2 separate regions of the Mus musculus genome follow, and region 2 is linked to region 1. The links are chromatin contacts, called in public Hi-C maps. All regions are on one chromosome and are shown on one strand. The core of a region is the stretch at or near the end of the contact, and the rest is flanking DNA. Distances in the headings are between cores, read along the strand shown. Region 1 holds the start of Arhgap15 (Rho GTPase activating protein 15). Region 2 overlaps Arhgap15 (Rho GTPase activating protein 15).

Evidence for each region. A called contact is a pair of places that touch in the nucleus more often than the background predicts.
Region 2: a contact with region 1 is called in a Hi-C map of the HPC-7 cell line, with 2.1 times the contacts expected there. The contact joins the enhancer-like site here to the promoter of Arhgap15 in region 1. A contact is called at or near these places in 6 of 39 promoter capture datasets (the C10 cell line, the HPC-7 cell line, liver and 1 more), 1 of 15 datasets of contacts at CTCF or cohesin (CD8 T cells), 12 of 484 Hi-C or Micro-C datasets (CD4 T cells, the G1E-ER4 cell line, the HPC-7 cell line and 7 more), 2 of 115 datasets of contacts at active chromatin or transcription factors (bone marrow-derived macrophages and embryonic stem cells) and 2 of 9 other capture datasets (adipose tissue and liver).

Annotation. Positions count from the first base shown.
Region 1 is chr2:43,745,387-43,752,320 of GRCm38.p6, forward strand. Arhgap15 (Rho GTPase activating protein 15) reads left to right here and starts at 3,438. Exons shown (of 14, transcript NM_153820.3): 1 at 3,438-3,513. The coding sequence starts at 3,503. The region is part of intron 1 of Gm39804 (a long non-coding RNA gene); the gene reads right to left.
Region 2 is chr2:43,792,084-43,799,017 of GRCm38.p6, forward strand. All of the region lies in intron 2 of Arhgap15 (Rho GTPase activating protein 15), which reads left to right. Among named protein-coding and RNA genes, the nearest start is that of Gm39804, 7.4 kb to the left of the region's middle. Within about 2 kb of position 2,733, at least 22 of the 459 cell types and tissues checked have an H3K27ac peak or open chromatin away from gene starts, as enhancers often do. A contact at or near this core is called in the G1E-ER4 cell line, the HPC-7 cell line, bone marrow-derived macrophages and 4 more, where this site is marked.

The DNA.
Region 1 (6,934 bases), core at 2,188-4,687:
CTGATGTATTTCCCCTCTTGAAGAAAGAAGATATTTTATTGGAGTCTACAGTTGAGAGACTTTGAATTTTTAAAAGACTTTGAATTTTAAAAGATATTGGATATTTTAAAGGGATTGAACTTTTAATATGTAAAGACTGTAGGACTTTTAAAGTTATTTAGATCTTGGGGATGCATAAGAATGTAAGGGATGAGGCTTACTAGTGTTGTGTTTGTGTGTCAAGTTGACAAGGGGTCAATTGTACTGGCTGGTTTTGAGTCAACTTGACACAGGCTGGAGTTATCACAGAGAAAGGAGCTTCGGTTGAGGAGATGCCTCCTCGAGATCCAGCTGCAAGGCATTTTCTCAATTAGTGATAAAGGGGGGAGGTTCCCTTGTGGGTGGTGCCATCACTGGGCTGGTAGTCTTGGTTCTATAAGAAAGCAGACTGAGCAAGCCAGGGGAAGGAAGCCAGTAAAGAACATCCCTCCATGGCCTCTGCATCAGCTCCTGCTTTCTGACCTGCTTGATTTCCAGTCCTGACTTCCTTTGGTGATGAACAGCAGTGTGGAAGTGTAAGCCGAATAAACCCTTTCCTCCCCAACTTGCTTCTTGGTCATGATGTTTTGTCCAGGAATAAAAACCCTGACTAACAAGTACCCCCGGAACTCGTGTCTCTAGCTGCATATGTATCAGAAGATGGCCTAGTCGGCCATCATTGGGAAGAGAGGCCCCTTGGTCTTGCAAACTTTATATGCCTCAGTAAGAGGGAGCGCCGGGGCCAAGAAGTGGGAGTAGGTGGGTAGAGGAATGGGGGATGGAGGGTCTGGGGGACTTTTGGGATAGCATTTGAAATGTAAATGAAGAAAATACCTAATTTAAAAAATAAAAATTAAAAATTTAAAAATAAAAAAAAAACCTGTCTAAGACAGTTGGTAAAACTGTTTGAGAAAGATTAGGAGGTGTGGCTTTGTTTGCCTCTCCTCTCCTCTCCTCTCCTCTCCTCTCCTCTCCTCTCCTCTCCTCTCCTCTCCTCTCCTCTCCTCTCCTCTCCTCTCCTCTCCTCTCCTCTCCTCTCCTCTCCTCTCCTCTGTTCTCCTTTTCTCTACTCTGCTCTCCTCTCTTCTCCTCTCCTTTCTTCTTCTTCTTCTTCTTCTTCTTCTTCTTCTTCTTCTTCTTCTTCTTCTTCTTCTTCTTCTTCTTCTTCTTCTTCTTCTTCTTTTCTCTCTCTCTCTCTCTCTCTCTCTCTCCCCCCCCTCTTTGCTTCTTACTTCTTGCTACTGGTCATTGTGATTGAGAATATAAACCTCTCAGCTACTGCTCCTTTCCCATGCCTGTCTACTTCCTACCATGTTGATAAAGGACTGAACCTCTGAAACTTTAAGCAAGCTCTCACTTAAATTCTTTCTCTTGTAAGGGTTGCCTTGGTCATGAAGTTGCGTCATAGAAATCAGCCAGTAACTAAGAAACTTATAGTTTTTAGAGATGTGCAGATTAGTTAAACCTACTTATTTTGCTCCCTACAGCAGAATTTTTATATCTCTGTGCTCCATTATGTGGATAACTCACTGAGTTTTCAGGAAAGTAAATGGCTTGGCCAAGGCTAAGCAGCAGCAGCAAAATTGGTGCCTGGATTCAGCTTTCCTCCAGTCGATCATCATTCTTCCTACTTCCTTGCAGACACCAAGAGTGAACACTCAGCAAAGTACCCGTGGACCCATATATCTAAGGAGGTCCATTTAGGAAGGACATTAGACAGCGAATTGAATGAGTGAGATTGGAAAGCAGTCCCCAACTCTGTGTTCCACAGAGCTCTCATCCAATTAATCTGATGAGAAGATACTGTGATCTATTTTCTCACACATTTGGAAGGAAATGACTCTGCTCCTGTGCCACGCCTGTCTGCTTTCTGCCATGTTGATAACGGACTGAACCTCTGAAACTTTAAGCAACCCCTCAGTTAAATTCTTTCTCTTGTAAGAGTTGCCTTGATCATGAAGTCGCTTCATAGCAATCAGCCAGTAAGTAAGGGCCGTTCATTTACACAACGGAATACTACTTAGCTATTAAAAGTAAGAACATCGTGAAATTTGCAGACAAAAGATGGGACTACAAAACATCCTGAGTAAGGTAACCCAGACCAAAACTGACATGCATGGTATATACTCACTTATAATTGGACATTAGCCTTAAGGATACCCATGCTACAATCCAACAGAGCCAAAGAAGTGAAATAACCAAAAGGGCCCAAGGAAGGATGCTTGAATCTCACTTAGAAGGGGAAGTAAAATAGTCACTGGGGATGGGTGGAGGAAGGGAAATGCAGGGGAGAGAGGATGGGGAATGGTGTGTAGGTTTAGGGAGAGCCGGGAGAGTGAAGAGAAATTGGCCTGGTGGGGGATGGGGTGGGGGAATGACTCTGACATGCCAGAGATCTGGCATTGGGAAGACCTCAGGCAGTCTATGAAGGTGACTGTAGCTGAGACTCCTAACAGTAGCAGATATGGAGTGGCTACCTCCTGCGTTATACGGGACTCCCAGTAGAGGGATAAGGACACCAACCCACCCTCAAAATCTTCCACCGATCTCCTTTTTGTGATACCTTGCAAATCTCAAAACCTTACTAAGCCTGGTAACTAAGGGGCAGACTTTCAGTGTAGATGCACACATGAGGGCTGATCCTGAGATCAGCTGAAGCTTGCTATCAGAGGGACAGGCGCTTGCCCAAAGGACAGCCCTTGGACAGTTTATTCTGACGTTTTCTTTATGTTAGACTAAAGGGCTGTGTGGTTTGCACAAATATTTTTCATGGCATTTCAGATCTGCTTGGGAAACTCAGAGAGAATGTGCCAGGGTGAAACTTCATGCTGTTTCATGCTATAGCAGGCATTCTGAGCAACTCTCCCTGGGCACCTGCTGGCTCTGGGATTCCTGCTCTAAAGTTCTGGTGCATCTGCACCTAACTCAAGTAGTCTCTTGTATGTCTAGCCACAAGTGTGGCAAGTACCAGTACTGGGTTAGAGCTGAGGTCTTGGTTTCCCAATAGATATGCAGTGCTTTTTTGATAGCATGAATATACATAAGATAACCCAGGCCTTACTAGAAGACAGAGAAAGAGGAACTTTCCACTCTTCTTGACAGCCAGTTCCTCCCCTGACCCAACCCAACCCAGTGGCTAAAATTTTAATCACATTTTCTCTTTTAGAATAACTTGATGCACCACATATAAATATACGACACTTGAAAACTGACTATAACATTGATAAATAATGATATTATTGACTGACTGTGCAAGGCAAACTCTAAGGGGAATAATGTGGTTAACTACATGTACCCAGGAAGTGGGTTGTTTTTTAAAGTCTCTGCTCACCCTTTGCCCCCGCCTTTTTTTTTTTTTTCTTAAGTACTGAAATTAAGCAGCAACGAACACAGGCCTCCCCTTAGGACACGTGACCTTACTCCTTTCCGTTTTGTTGTAAGAGTCAGTAAAAGGAGTTGATGGCAGTTTTAATAGCAAGTCACCATGGAGAAAAGGTATGTAACTTTACATTTGTACTGTGGGTTAACTACTTGAAAGTATTGCTGGCACAAATGCATAATCATTTCTACAGATTGGAAGGCTCTTACCTATGAGCCAAATATCAGCTTGTTTCTTTCAGTGCAGAAAGGTGTATTCTGTCTCATAACTGCAACTGTCAAATTCATACTTCCTTTATGGAAATATTATACTAGTATCTTTTCATGATTTTAGACTAAAATGTTAAAGACTGAGTATAGAAAAGTTTTAGATTGAAAGTGCTTTTAAAAGTAATTGTTCGTAAAATACATGAGACCATGTGCCCTTAACTGATAGCTACTTTAAAACTCGAATTATCAGAAATACACATAACGAGAGAAAAAAAAAAGCCACTATAAATAACAATAGGAGAGGGCCTCTTAAATTTCAGTGAGAAAAATACTCCCTCTCAGGCAATATGTAAAGAGCTATAAGAAGGTTCTCAAACATAACTGGATAAAACAGCCACTAAGAAGCAAGAAAATTGTATCACATAAAATGATAAGCTTCGTCACAACTGAGCATTTCCCCTAACATTTCTGTGTTGAACTGGATAACATCAGGCCAACTTTCTAATTCATAAAAAGACATTTATGTTGAAAACAAACGTTTCACCTGATTTCACTGGCTGTTGTTTCTGGGAAGAGGGCTCACTTGAGACATCCTTTTGTTGTTTAAGGTAACTGTATTTTTAAGTGTTCTGAAATAATAAACCTTTGAAATGAAAAGAATTTGTTCACTGCAAACCAGCAAGAGCTTTGCTTAGCCACTGACATTGTGCCAATGTCTCCGTGCATTCTAATGTAGCTAGAGATATCATCAAAATGTTGCTAATCTGAGACAAATAGCTAAACAAATATAACTGGAGAGTTTTGTAAAAATTTAATAAAAGCGCAAGATATTATCCCCTTGTCTCTCACAGTATTTTATCGTGCTGGTGGATAAGGAAGTGCACCCCACAATGCAAATATTGGGGGTTATTAAAAATGGTTACAGGATTGATAAGTGGCAACAATCTTTTTTCTTTTATTGTGCTCTATTGAAAGACATTTATACATATTTTTTGACATAGTCAGTTTTAAAGGAAATTATTCAGCAGGCTGATACACTCATGTCACGATGCATTTAAGTTCTCTTCAATTGTCCACACTGAAGCTAGCTACTTGTTGACTGTTGAAATGATTACAGAAAAATAGAGATTAAGGACATGGTATCCAATACTTTTTATTGTTAGCATGTCAGAAGATCTTGGTAATATATACTTGCGTTGATATTCTGATTAGAGTTTCAATTTGTTGTATTTCCTCACTATGGAGAGCAGTATTTAAATCGGTCTTCAATATTGTGCTGCTGAGACTTTGCCTCCTGAGCTGTATTCTTCAGATAATTTTTGTTGATATGTTATTGCTGATTTCATTGTATTATAAAAAGAACAGCACATGAATAGAGGTGATAGAACCCACACACTAGCAAAAAAAAAAAAAAAAATGAATGTTCAGGCAAGCATCTGAAGTACGGATAAGACCATTAAGGTTTAAAATATTTCATGTGATTGAAAACCGAATTATTTGTAATAAGTGTTTTTGCAGATACTGTTAATGTCAGATGTTTTTTGGAGTATGTGTGAAATGAAGGATAAATTAAGACAGTTTGGGAGGGATGTAGACAAAGCAGCAAGTGAAATATACAAACTGATGATTTCAGACCTGTTTTGCAAAACAACGGTGCTCAGACTCTGGACTATTCAGACCAAATCTTAAGGGACTTGATTACAAATGAGTTATTCCAGATCATTCTGCCTTTGTGCATGTTGAATAGCTAGGCACGTTTAAGTGACATGAAACAAGACAGAGAATTTTATTTCCAAACTCATTGCAGAGCAGAGCTGATAAAGAACACCGAAAGGAGAAAAGTCTTTCCTGTGTACTCTCTTTTTGCTAATTTTTGACCCTCTGTCATGGGGTACTCCACAGCTGTGTCTGATCTAGAATCCCGCAGTTTACTTATTTCATGATGCAAAATAGAGAGAGGGACTCTAAGGCAGACAGCCTAATACTCTAAAGGAAGGCCACATGGTCTTGATGTCCTTGCCAGGCCTTCTCGGCTCCCCAGCGTAGCTCTAATATGATCTTTCAGACAGCAGCATCCAAATGACCACTTCAATGTTGACAGTTTCCAATCTCGTTTAAAGATGTTGTGCATGATAACCAGTTGTGAACTATCCTGGACAGAGCGTCTTGCTACCCCAGTCCAATCAGTGAAATTTAAAGACAGACTTTCTAAGAGTGCCTAACAAGGATCTAGCTCAGAGGTATACTCATCTTTATAAATGAGTCCTGTACAAGTACACAGCTTTTTTCACACCAGTGAGAAACTTCTGCAATGTAGCTTCAGAAAAGTTTTGTGTTTTCATACGCAAAATACCTGGAACAACGTAGACGATTTTTGTGAATGAAGGAGTGTGGTCTGTGTGTACATTCGAGTGTGCTTGTGGAGGTGCACATATGTGTGTGTCTGCATGCTCACTCATATTTGTGTTCGAGTATAGGCCAGAAGTCACACGTCCTCCTTAATTCCTCTCAATAATATATCTCAGTGATCAGGTAGCTCAGTTATTAAGCTAGACTCGATGTCCAGAAAACTCCAGACACCCTCCCATCTCCTCTGCCTTTCCAGTATCGAGATTACAAGCCCAGGCCACAGTCTCTGAGTTTTTAATGTGGAAGCTTGGGGATTCAAACCCTGATCTTCATGCTTAGGCAGTAAAGGCTTTACCTACTGAACCATCTGCCCTGACTGAAGATTGTGTGTGTGTGTGTGTGTGTGTGTGTGTGTGTGTGTGTGTATGTGAGTGTGTGTGTATGTGTGTGTGTGTATGTGTGTGTGTGTATGTGTGTGTGTGTGGGGGTGTGTGTATGTGTGGGGGGTGTGTATGTGTGTGTGGGGGGGTGTTGTCTTTGAGGCTCTGAGATGAACTGCTTGGATATCATAATTTTATAATGTGAAATATGTGTTATATGACAAACGTAGGAAATGAACTTATAATTTTTATGAATCTTACCTGATAGCAGACAAAACTGTTTTGTTGCTGATGATGCAAAGCTAGCAGGGGTAGCGATAGCGAGATAGTACTTGACTCAGGACAGCTCCACAGAACACAAGGTCAGGAATAGCTGGATCAAGGATCTCCCCTGGGACTCTCAGGGTTAGGTCTTCATACTTTCTACGTCTGCAGAAATTCTCACTGACTCAACAGCAGTGCTTCAGGCTAATGTTTCGTCCTTTCCTCAAACTTGAAGGCAAAAGAATACTGTTCCCATCACCATGGTAAGACCTGAGGTTTGTGTCTGGCCTCATTCACTGGGATCAGATGCAAGAACCCTGGAATTGAAACTCAGG
Region 2 (6,934 bases), core at 1,483-3,982, 46 kb after region 1:
TCTAGCCATTTAACCCCACTGCCTGAGGAGGGGTGCTTTTTTGGATCTTTTTTTATCACCTGATCATACACAAAATGGCATTATTGAGGTCCTATAAGGATTTGCTTCTACCATATGGCATAGGGAAAAAGCTGCCTAGCTATGAAAATGGGTGCAAACCATTCTAGGTGTGTGGAGTTCTTTCTCACCTTTTACCTGTAAAGTTGAGCTCTCTGTCACGCATGCTGCCTTCTCTAACTCCAAGTTCTGGACCTGTTTACTGGGGGCCAGCCTTGGATGACCCACACTTCTCAAATATCACCATCCTATATACCTGTAAGATTGAAAACTGCCTTCTTCGAACATGTATAGATTTGCTTAGAGTTGTTCTCGCCACAACCCTACTTGACTCTCTGTCTACCATGCTCCTTTCTTTTTGTGAAGCTGATAGATTACAAACAATTGATAGAAACTGGGGGAGGGGGGACAGGATAGGATAGGAAAACCAGAGATGCTGAGGGAAAACCAGGAAAAGGGGTAACATTTGAAATGTAAATAAATAAATTACCCAATAAAAAATTAAAAAAACAAAACTAACAAACAAACAAACAAAAACGAGGGATCACACCACTGACCCAATAGAGTCCCCACGTATTTATATTCAGTTGAAGTGGGCTTGGTTGTTGTTTGTTTGTTTGTTTGAGCATATTTGAATGTGAAATGCTAGTTGGAGGTGCAGTATTCTTTTGATGGTTATGTGACCTACTCAGCCCTGGTCACTGCCTTGAGGACCTTCAGCCATTACATTGCCTGCTTTTCCCCACGTGAGGACAACGTGCAGACCTTCAGAGCATGCCAATTGTCTTTCCACATGGGAACTCAGACGCTGACAGTTGCTACTCATAAATTTGGAAATGTAGTCTCTACCACATTTCAGTGACAGTATAAAAACAATCTTCCTTTATAGCTAAGGATGAATTTTCTTACTCAGATTTTCCCCTTTGGGTTTAATTTCAATTTTAGACTCTTACATTACTGTAAATTAACAAACATCTTGCTGCCTTTTAGACAACACTAAAAAAGTAACTGTGTTGTCTAAGGAAAGGGTGTTGTCTTGTCACCAAGCTATAAATACTCTGTTTACTCTAGGTTATCTATGGTTTAAATTTCACTTGTTTTGTAAAAAATTATTCTGAAAGCCTGATTAGAAGCTGCTTTAGATGCCAGACAACATGTGGTGACTTAGAACTCTTATCAGAACAAGCACACCAGGCCGTCAGAAGCCAGCAAGGAGACGCTACTCACAGTATTTTATACAAAATTAAGCCAGCTTAGTTTTGAGTACGGATCTAATCCCTTACCATTTATCCTACATCTTGACTAATTAACCTTAACTTAAAGTTTTCTAAACTTTGCCTGAATTTTTATCTCCCTTTCAAGAGCTCGTGACAGCCCAGGAGAAGTGGAAACATACAGGAATATGAACTCTACAAATACAGTCTCAACTTAGCTCTTCAGAACTAAAACTTCTTTTCCAGCAGCCTGTGTTTTATCCAATAGAAGCTTGCAGGGAAACGGAACAGTAGTGTCACAGGAGGGAAAAGGAAAGATCCCTATTCGGTAGCACAGATCGGAGGCCTCGCAGGACATCTGGGCTTACAGTTGGGGTTCTGCTCAGTAGCTTCATTTCACTCTTCTTCCTTCTGTCTTTTTAACTGCACTGACATTTTAACACTGGGACTGCCCTATGAAAACCTGTATAAGCATTTATATTTCTCCTGTCATAAGCTGACTCCCCAAATAGTCAGGAACCTACTGAAGCTAAGTAGCTGTTGTCTCATCAAATTAGCCAGTGCCCCTCAAACTCATAAGAGGACCCCCCTCCCCGAGATGATGCTTTCTAGTGGGCATTCAAGCCAGCAATTGTGATTTTAGTGTCTCCAATCCAGCTTTGACTTGTTCACTGAGGACATCTGAAACTGTACCATCAGTCAAATCAAGACATACAGACCCCTTCCTTAGCACTCCTCCAAGTTCCTGCTTTTATATAGGGATGAGCCTTTGAAAGAGGAAGGTACAGTTTTTTTTTCATATATTGTCATTTACATAAATATAATCTCAGGAACCTTTATCATTTGCTGATACCTGGAGACAGTAATTATTGTGCCCATGGCAGTAAATCACCAATGAAAATACAAAGATTTAGTTGGGGAAGAAGTGACCAGTCTTGGTTCTCTCAGAGTTGTCAGTGGCCAGTGTCCCTTTCAGTCTAGTGCAAAGTACATGTTCAAAGTTTCAATCAGTTACATTTCAGTTGGTGAGGACTAAGATATTCTAGGAATTGTAGGCTGGATATGATTCAGGCCAACACAATGTGCTTTTCCACTCCAATAGTAAATATGATTTATTCTGTGATTAGGAATCTGGGGTAGTGCTGGGCAGACTTGGAGACAAATCCTGCCATTGGTCCTTACTGATCATGTGAGTTTGAACTCATGACTGGGTCTTCTAAGGCTCTCAGTAAGGTAAATACAAAAATATCTGTCATCTACAGATGAGTAAAGATGAAATACATGGTGTGTGTATAAAAAGCCTGATATGGGTGCATGCATAGTATCTTAACATCTTATTAAATTACCATTATGATGAAGCTATCCATCTGCGGTGTCTTTATAAGCCGCTTCATGAGCAGCCCTGCCATTTTATCATGACCTTTAGGATCGAGCCTGGTTTATTTTTTTTTCTGTAAAATGGCTTTCCTTTCATTTCTTAAATTGAAACTGGATTCTTCTCTCTCATATAATACATTCTGACCACAGATTCCTGTCCCTCCACCCACCTCCCCTCTCTTCTAGATCCAAATCTGCCTCTATTTCCTTCAGAAGAGAGCATGTCTTTAAGTTACCAAAACCAAACAAGTCAAAATGAGCAAATAGATTGAGAATGTCTGTTTATGTTCTGGTCTATCCTGACTCAAACCGCCGTCAGTGTTTATCCAGCTTCCTCTTCTTGATTTTAGCTTGCATGCTTATTCAGGACTGAAATATGTTGTTATTTTAATAATGCCTGTTGGTGTCTATCTTTACTATGGCTCATGGTTAGTTCTTGCATTGCAATAATATAAATGTGTAACTATTGAAAGCATCCATTATGTGCTTGGAACTGGACTGTTATATAACAAAGGAGGTTCTTAACCCTCCAGGGAAGCAGTTGACAATGGGGGTGAGAGGCAACTCTAAGAGTGTCTAACACCAAAGCTGGAACTCTGTGAAGCGTACTTCTTAGGTCAACCCTGGAAGAAACGAATGAGGATCAGAAGCGTCACTGAGTTTATACTTATTGAAATTTACTTTAAGACCCAATTAAAACCTGACTTCCTATGCTCACTTTTATGTCAGACTTCCTTTTGTCTGAACTCTGATAACAAACATTCACCTTTTTAATGATGTACTTATGTATTATTCATAGCTTTGGCGTTCTCTCTGTCTTGAAAATAGTCTAACTTTCTTACTGTTGCGTTGGATTTTATATTTTTATACTATAAAGCACCCACTCAATTGAAAGTGCCAGCACCAGATCCTCTGCATACGTTACAGCTGTTAGATTGATGTTCTTATGAGACTTCTACCAATGAGAACCGTTGTGTCTCTGACTCTTTTGCCTGTTCTTGGGACTTTTTTCCTCCCGTTGGATTGCCTTGTCCATCCCTGATATGAGGGTTTTTGCCTTGTCTTATCATATCCTGTTTTGTTGTGTTTGGTTGTGATATTAAAGATCTGCTCTTTTCTGAAAGAAATGGAAGAGGGATTAAATCTGGAAGGGAGAGGAGGTGGGGGAAGACTGGGGGGGGGGCAGGGAGCTGTGGTCAGAATGTATTGTATGAGACAGAAGAATCCAGTTGCAATTTAAAAATGAAAGGAACCATCTTATAGTAAAGATAAACCAGGCTCATTCCTGTTTTTGATTACGTATTTTTCTTAAGGACTGGAAATATGCTCTACCTGACACCTTAACTACCAATGGTTCTGTATTGCCAAGAAGTGGCAACCACACCATGCCTTTGTTATGACCATTTTGTAGCCATGCCTTTGTGTCTCAAGGCTGTTATGTTATGTTCTACTTGTTATGTTTCTGGTCTGCTTCTATAACCTCACCTATTTGCCTGCCAATCCTTCATTTGGCAACTCCATACTCCTGAGTTGTAAAAAGTGACATCTTTCCCATGTCCAGTGTTGAGCTTTTGAACCCCATCCTATGGATGACCCAGGTACACGAGTAAAACCTGCTTTCATTAATTTGGCCATGATTCGGGTCAGCGGTCTTTCTCCTTGCATCTGTGGGATAAACACACAGAAAACGCAAAGAAACTAGGCTCATTTCTGCTTCACCCAAGGAATAGTGAAAACACTTGCGTGGAAACTGAGACAAATATGAGCAGTCCCCCTCTTCCACAGCCTGTTCAGAGTAAAGTGACCCAAACTGGCAAAAGTGCCTCTGCTGTACAGGGATCCCATCATGAAAGAGTCAGACTTCTGTTGTTCTTTAACCTTGCAGAGTTGTCCATTAAGAGACAGAGCATTCAAGCAACAGCTCAGTGAGGATCATAAGGCACAGGCAGTAGAGTAAGGCAGCGAGAGTCCAGCAGTGACTGTGACTATCGGGTCAGGAACTGAGCTAGACTTATAAGAAGCACCAAAAAGGAAGACAAAGTGACAGTTTTCTAACCAGTCCTAATCAGTCTGACACAGTAGAGAGCTCAGGCAGGGAGCGCTGAAGATGGTCCTCATTGAGTCTTACAAAACCCTAGGAGCCATTCTTGTTTCCGTTGTCAAACTGCTTCAAGGTGTACCTGGTGCCAGGAAATTCATCTACCCATCTAGATACTAAACTCTATCTAGATATAGTTACATGAGCTTTTGTAACCACTGAACTTCGAATTTAGTTCTATGTATTGGAAAACTAAATATAGAGGATTAAGTAAGGAACATGTTTGTGTGTACTTGAATTGTTCTATGTGTTTGTATGTATGTATGTATTTATGTATGTATGTATGTGTTAGTAAGACAGAGGCAGACTTTTCCTAATCAATTTAGTGTTAGAATAAAAATTTTCAGACACAGGTCTTTCCCCTCTTTCTGCTCACCATCTTCAGAGCATAGCTCTTTTCCTATTGCTTCCATGGCCAGCAGGTGGCTGCTATACTTTCAGTATTTAGTTCTTCAGCTACATTCCAGGAAAGAAAGACATGCACAGGGTATAAGCCTGTGTGCAAGCTGAACCTGCATAATTAGAGGCAACTGAAATATTCTAAACCAATTAAGTCCCTCTCTGAGTAAAATAAGAGGTAGGAAAAACATTGCAAAGGTATGAAACTATGAGCTACTCCTTCTTAGTGTCTGCATAATAAATCATGGTAGCCGTCCTATGTTAGTGGCATAAAGATAGATGGAGACAAAGTAAAGAGATTTCAATGTAAAATGACTTCATTAGTCAGGGTATCTATTCCTGCACAAATATCATGACCAAGAAGCAAGTTGGGGAGGAAAGGGTTTATTCGGCTTACACTTCCACACTGCTATTCATCACCAAAGGGAGTCAGGACTGGAACTCAAGCAGGTCAGGAAGCAGCAGCTGATGCAGAGGTCATGGAGGGATATTACTTACTGGCTTACTTCCCTTGCCTTGCTCAGCCTGCTCTCTTATAGAACCAAGACTACCAGCCCAGAGATGGCATCAACCACAATAGCCCCCTGCCCCCCCCCCATTGATCACTAATGTAGAAAATGCCTTACAGCTGGATCTCATGGAGGCATTTCCTCAACTGAAGCTCCTTTCTCTGTGATAACTCCAGCTTGTGTCAAGTTGACACACAAAACCAGCCAGTACAATGACAAAGAAAGAAATGGATTGGCTATCAGTAGAAATACTGAGGGAGGGCTTTTAAATGCAACAATAGCAAAGAAAAAAGGAGAAATACTTGTACTCATCACAGAGCTGGCAAGAACAGAGCCTGATAGGGGCCCCCGACTAAGATGGCCAGTGTGTATGAGCTTTTAGGAATATAGCAATGTGATAGTTACAAGATGACAATCAAGTGTGCGAGATTGGAGCTCCAGGTGCTGATTATATATGCCTTGGGGTACGCTTAGATGTCAGCTACCACCATTCAGCAACTGGTGCCACAGTAACAGCCAAAATTCTCACTAAGACATAATGTAGTTCCAGAGAAGTGAATATTCATGAACATATAGCAGTGTCTGTCTATATGCATATGTGTGCTTTGATATACATGTACAATATATATCATGATATATAATGTATATTGCATATATATCATGATATGTATACATGTTATATATTATATTGTTATATATAATATATTACATACATTACATAATGATGTAATGTTATAATAACATTAGAGATACCTAATATTTTAAATCTTATTTGTGACAGGAAAACTCAAAACTTCTAACTTTTCCGTAGAAAGTACCAATTCTTGTTCAAGAGACTCTATTTCTCATCACAATATCAGTAGGATGAGAATATGTCCAAACTGACTGGAAAAAAAAATGACACCTGGATAGAATATGCAAATGAATGTTCAAAGAGAATCAAAGAGCGTAAGTCAAAGTAGAGGTAAAACAAGCTACCCACAGATTCCAGAGATAAGGCACATAGCAATATCTCCTCATCTTGTCTGAAGAGAGCTGAATGGATATTTTCCAAACCACTTTTCTTTTCACTCTCAGTTGGGTCCACAATAAAATGATAAATTCTGTTAACCAGAAAAGGTTAGTAGCATATTGTGTCCTTGGTAGATGGATAATAGACTCTAGACGAAGTTGTTTATGACTTCTGTATGGGAGTTGTTATACCTCAGGAGCAAAGCACACAAAAACATCAACTGTATATTTGATTTAATCCACTTAAAGCAAAGAAAATCCCACAAGGA